Regions from separate parts of the Mus musculus genome. Here region 1 is linked to region 2. Evidence: chromatin contacts called from public HiChIP or PLAC-seq data. All regions are on one chromosome and are shown on one strand. The core of a region is the stretch at or near the end of the contact, and the rest is flanking DNA. Distances in the headings are between cores, read along the strand shown. Region 1 has its middle 86 kb from the start of Gm30820. Region 2 holds the start of Tab2 (TGF-beta activated kinase 1/MAP3K7 binding protein 2).

Region 1 (2,793 bases), core at 36-2,535, 110 kb before region 2:
ACTTATTTCTGTATGTGTGTAGGTCATGAAACTACAAAGGGAGCCATAAAAGCAGAAGAAGAAGTTTTAAGAGGGTGTAGGGAGAGAAGGCTGATAGGAATCTTTATCATGTATACGTGGCAGGAAAGCAGAAGTGGGCCACTGGAGGCCCCAGCAAGAGGAAATGGCACAGAGAAGAGGCATGAGGAATGAGAACAAATAAGAACAAGCATTAAGAAAATGCCAGAGTGGACCCATGTCTGCCCAGTCAACAAATCTTTAAAAAGATGCAGGAAAGTGGAAATTCAAATACCCTAATAACCTATTGTTACTCGGTAGAATGGAAAACTTGAAAAGAGCCATTGGTAAAGCAGAAAGATAAGTCCACTTACATACAGCTATTGAGAAGAGAATCACTATTTTTAAAAATGTGTATATATTTCAATATCTTTGGAAACATAAACATGTGTAAGTTCTGACAGTTAACCAGTATTTGAGATTCAGTCCTGTAAGAAAGGCACCAATACACAAGGTTGAGAATGTTTATTGAAATAGGATGTTCATCATGACACTATTGGATTATGAGAGGAAATGACAGCAATCTATCATTTGGGGGAATGTCTCGATAGGCCTAGTATGTACATACCACAAAATATCATATAAACATTAAAATAAGGACAGAGATAGGGTACTGATCATAAAGGCAGAGAAGAGTTGTTAGCTCTGATTTCATTTTGTCCTGTTAAACTGGGTCACATGGCCACTCTCAGCTGCAAAGGAGGCCCCAGAAAATAAATATTTGCTTGTCCAGTATGAGAAAGATAAGGACAAAGTGGTTGGGACAGGGTACTAGTGTCCTACCTTTTCCTACAGGGACTATGTTGCCTTTTGTTGTTGTTGTTGTTGTTGTTGTTGTTGTTGTTGTTGTTACTACTACTATTATTATTATTGTAATTTCTATCTTGCTTTCTCAAAGAGGAGCATGTGAGATGCGTGCTCCAAGCTATTCTTGAGGGAATGAATAAGAAAGCTTTAAGTGCCTCAAACATCTTATCACGGAAGAATGGCTATGAAGAACACCGGAGGGAAACTGAGTCTAGAGTTCGGTTAAGGAGTCTTGCATGAGTATCAGACCCCTTGCACTGCAGCACTGGTCACTGTCATAGCATGTATACTGGGCTTTGGGAGAGCCTGGCAGCCTGCTACCAATTAGACATTGCTCCCCGAGTGAGCTAAGAGCGTGCACCACACTCCAGCTAGAACCGGAAAGCGGAAGCAGAAGCAACTGTAAGATCTCACAGGAAGCCAAGCTTCTGTTCACTCTGGGAGCCCGGAAGTGGTCTCAGCAGATGGAACCAGTTCTCTGTTTAAGGGTTTCCTGAGGCCAAGTTTGCTAAGAGTTCTCATTTGCAACGTATTATGGGCTTTAAGGTGCAGGCATAGCAGAAGCCAGGCAATTATTGCCATTGCTTTGAAACAACGCATGTATTGTAAAGATTACAACTTCAAATAAAATCAAGCAAATGTTGCCAGTTTAAATGTTAGAAATGAGCAAGATTATCCCACAAAACCAGTACAGGCTGCACGAGCCAGCCAAGAAATAGGTGGATACCTACTGTGCCATCTCAGGTCATGGTATAAAAGGCCTAGCTGAGGAAATCCTGAAGGAGCAGATATGAGTGGAAGATGTCAGAATGAACGTTGGCAAATGGGTTTTCAAGGAAATCATCTTATGCCTATGGAAGCAGGGAGGAAAAGCTACTTAAAACAGATAGAAGCATACATCTTGATGATTTGTTTCCTCTTTTGCTTTTAGGTCTTCAAAATCATGTACTTGACCACCAATGCCCATGTAAGAACGCCATTCAAAATAACAAGTTCTCTGAATCCTTGGAGGGGAGATCATACATCAGAAGGCTGCTTCTGTTTTCCCAATCACACAAGATTATCCAAGTAATAGCTAAATAGCTGGTCCTTTGCCCACAATAAGAAGATAGCTTTTAGCAAAGTTTTGTGGTTCCATGGCTACTTTAAACCTGGGTGGTCTGAAAACCAAATAACCAGTCATTCTATTACTAATTTTTCTCAGTGCTAGTGGGTCACATGCCAGGCAATTTGTACCGGATTTTCCTGCTATTACCTTAAGTTTGCTTGTTGTTGTTTAAGCAGTCTTGGAAGTTCTAGAGCCTCTTAGAACTCGATTAGCTGTGAGGGAGCTGAAGATCCAAGGAACGCTATAAAGAACACTAAATAGCATTGCTCCTATATGCAGAGGCAATGTAATATGCTTAATTCATAATATAACTGCTGAATTTTGTTTATGCTTTATTTTTCTGAGACAGGATCTAGCTTTATAGCCAGGGCTGGTACGGAATTCGCTATATAGCCCAGGCTATTCTCAAAATTGCACCAGTCTTCCAGCCTTTGTTTCACCAGAGCTAGGATGTTAAAGGCTGGTACCCAAGAATAAACTCTTAAGAAAAAGAATCCAGGCATCATTGTAGGCAAGATGCTAAGCCTAAGTGTTTCAGTTAACTTGACAAGTTAGATCAATTGATGAAAAGGAAGTTAAAAGTTACATCCTCAGCAAAGGAAATATGGTTATTTTCTTTGTTTTATATTTGTGGTGCTCAGTCATTGCTGGGCAGGAAGAGGCAGGGATGCTGAACATGATGCATGGATGCAGGATGCAGCATAAGGATGGCAGATTATGGGTTTTGTTGACTCGGTCTGCCTTGGAATGCCACTTAAATGACATAAAAGAGAACATGTCCATGACAGGGCTAGGGCGATGGGCCAGACACTTGGAAGGAT
Region 2 (2,816 bases), core at 49-2,548:
AATGTTGTAAATCATTAGCACTCTGACTTCTGGCGGGCTAAAAGTTTTTAAGTAGAGCTAAACCCCAATATTTCAGGTACTTTGTAAAACTGAGTGTAAAAAGGAAGTGAAAGGGTTTTAAGTGTTTAAAAAAGGGGCTTTAAAAACAATAAGCAATAAGCACCTATGGAGCTTATACTGATAACAGAATAATAAAAATAGTCCTTCCGGATTTTTTTCGGTAGTATGAATTTCTTCAAGGAAGAAACTGGCAGCGATATGCACACTTTGGACAGGGTCAAGAAGAAGAAAAAAAAAGCCTTTTTTTTTTTTGCCATATGAAACCGCCAAGATTTTAAAATATTTTACATTGTGAGAAACATCTGAACGTTGACCACCACCACCCAACCCCACCCCACCCCGAGGGAAAACGAAGCACATCTTTAAGAAGATAGAAACCAGAAGTGTCCCCTCCCCCGCGTCTCCCCTCGAAGCTAAAGTGTCTTTGGCTCTGCTTCTAGGTCTTCTAGGAACGTGCAGTTACAATCGCAACGACTCGCTTGATTCTTTAGATCGTTCTCTCTGCGGGCCCCCACTGCTGATCAAGGAAAGTCCAGCGGCCGAGCCAAACTCCGCTCGGGTCCCGCGGCTTCCAGGACGCGTCCCGCACCGCCCGGTCTCCATCCGACCCGCCGTCCCTCCCGGGTCACCCGGTAGCTCGCGGCCTGGGCGCGGCCCGGCTCCAAGGGGGTGTGTCCGGCTCGCGGCCCCGCAGCCCCGCAGGCCCGGCGCTCGCCTCCGCCTCAGGCCCACCTGCCCCGCGGCCCGTCAGGGCCTGCAGGGTCCCGCCCGTCTCCCCGAGCTGGGCCGCCGGCTCGCACGGCTCGCCCTGCTCGCACAGCCCGCCACCCGCTTCCGGAGCCGCGAGGCCCTCGGCGGCGCGCGCACCGCTCGGCTCCTCTCTCTCTCCCTCCCTCCCTCCCCGTCCGAGCGTGAGGGACCCGCGTGCTCCTCCTCAGCCCGCGCCGGGACGCGTCCCCTCCGGCCACGGCGAGCCGGGAGTGGGGACGGCGGCTGGCGGAGGTGGGGCGTGGACAGAGCATCCCCGCCACCCGGCGGAGGGAGGCCTCGTCACGGCCGCCGCCTCAGATCTCGCGGTGTTTGCCGGCCGCCGCGCCGCCATATTGTGTGGCCGTATTTTGATGCGGACTGGGCTGGCGGAGCCGCGGCGCGAGCGGGCGAGCGAGCGAGAGCTGGGGGGGTGGGGGGAGGGCAGGCGAGCGGCAGGGGGGTGGGGGCGGAGGGAGGCAGGGCGGCCGTGCGAGCCGGAGCCGAGCAGCGGGCCGCGGCGACGCCGCCCCGGCCATCGCTTTGATCCGCGGCAGGCGCCGGCGGCGGGGCGCCCCAGGCCGACCCCCTCCCCTCCCCCTCAGCCGCGAGCGGCGGCGGCGGCCGGAGGGAGTTGGCGGCGGCCGGGCGGAGGGGGCCGAGCGGGGAGGGAGGGAGGGCTGAGGTGTCCCCCCTGCCGGGTGGAATCGGCGCTGGCGGCGGCCGCGGTGACGACGGGGGAGACGGCTGCCCAAGTGGGAGAGGCGGCGGCGGCGGACGAGGAGGAGGGGGAAGCCGCGGCGGCGGCGAAGGGTAAGCGGACGGCGCTGCGGGGCCTCGGCGGGATCCCTCCCCACCCCCCACCCCCCCCACCCCCAGCCCGGCTCCCCGCGCCTGCAGCGGCTCGGGGACCGGCTCTGCCTGGCGCGCGAAGCCCTAGCGGGGCGTCCGCGCCTTCCTCGCCTTCGTCCGCCGCTCCGCCCGGGTCCTGCCCGCGGTGGCGAGGCGCAGGGAGGCCCCCCAAGTCCTGCGGGGAGGGTGGGGGCGGGGAGCCTGGGGCCTGGCCTGGGCTCCGGGGCGTCGGGGGAGGGGGACCGGGCCTGCCCCGGAGCCCAGCGCCGGAGAGAGCCGGGGGTGGGGGTGCCTTGGCCCCCGGTCCGCCCCCAGGCCTGTGATCTGGAAGTGGGAGGGAGGGAACCAGACGCCTTTGGGGGAACCCAGGTCTGGATAACGATGACTTCGGGGCCCGCGAGTTAAGGGAGAGCCGGGGAAGTTAAGTGCAGGGTAAAGAGGAAGCACCTCTCTCGCTTTGCTTTCCGATTTTGCTTGTCTGCAGCCTTCTTCCAAATGGGCAGCACGCCCCGCTGTGAAGAGGTTGGGGCCCCCTTAGAGTCCACAGGACTACTCTGATTTTCTTGCCCCGAGATAGTGGTTGGAAGAGGAAGACTTAACAAGGGTCCCTGGGTGTTGCTGACAGGTGACAGGTGGATCTGTCTGTTGCTGATGCTGTAGAATCCTTGGCTCATAATTGTAGGCCGAAAGTGTCAGGGAGCGTGTGAGTTTGTATTTACGTGTTTGGCCAAGTTTCATTCCATATATAGTATATTTGAGATGCTAAGTTTCCATTCAAGTCAGCTTAATTGTTATGGAGGAATTCTTCAAATGTTTCTGATAAGAGGGGTTTTCAGGAGAGTGGTGGAGACTTGCAGCCTCCTGGAGCTTTTATTCGAGTCTCCGTGAAGTTCGGGTTCCCAAAAGCATTGCAGGCTGTTGGTAAATGGGCTTCTAGTCATTGGAAAGTTCTTGGACACAAATGCAGTATTCGAGGCAGCAGCCAGACACTCTAGCTTTGCATCCATTTTGTCAGTGCTGGGTAAGTTAGTAAAGTGCCAAATCGTAGGGTTAGGTTGATTGCCATTTTATAAAAGGAATGGCTTTGTGTCCTAGCTTACTCAAAGGAGATGTTGCTCATGAAGCAGCTTCAAATTTTGCTAGGAATTTCACTGGGT

Evidence for each region. HiChIP or PLAC-seq counts read pairs in DNA pulled down with a chosen protein or histone mark.
Region 1: a contact with region 2 is called in an H3K4me3 HiChIP or PLAC-seq map of bone marrow-derived macrophages, with 5 times the contacts expected there. The contact joins the enhancer-like site here to the promoter of Tab2 in region 2. A contact is called at or near these places in 9 of 39 promoter capture datasets (3T3-L1-derived adipocytes, the HPC-7 cell line, HPC-7-derived erythroid cells and 6 more), 1 of 15 datasets of contacts at CTCF or cohesin (CD8 T cells), 32 of 484 Hi-C or Micro-C datasets (the Ba/F3 cell line, CD4 T cells, CD8 T cells and 25 more), 26 of 115 datasets of contacts at active chromatin or transcription factors (the 230-238 cell line, CD8 T cells, DN3 thymocytes and 18 more) and 2 of 9 other capture datasets (liver and macrophages).

Annotation. Positions count from the first base shown.
Region 1 is chr10:8,064,418-8,067,210 of GRCm38.p6, reverse strand. No RefSeq gene overlaps it. Among named protein-coding and RNA genes, the nearest start is that of Gm30820, 86 kb to the right of the region's middle. Within about 2 kb of position 1,285, at least 102 of the 459 cell types and tissues checked have an H3K27ac peak or open chromatin away from gene starts, as enhancers often do. A contact at or near this core is called in CD8 T cells, DN3 thymocytes, the HPC-7 cell line and 22 more, where this site is marked.
Region 2 is chr10:7,954,605-7,957,420 of GRCm38.p6, reverse strand. Tab2 (TGF-beta activated kinase 1/MAP3K7 binding protein 2) reads left to right here and starts at 1,298. Exons shown (of 7, transcript NM_138667.3): 1 at 1,298-1,620.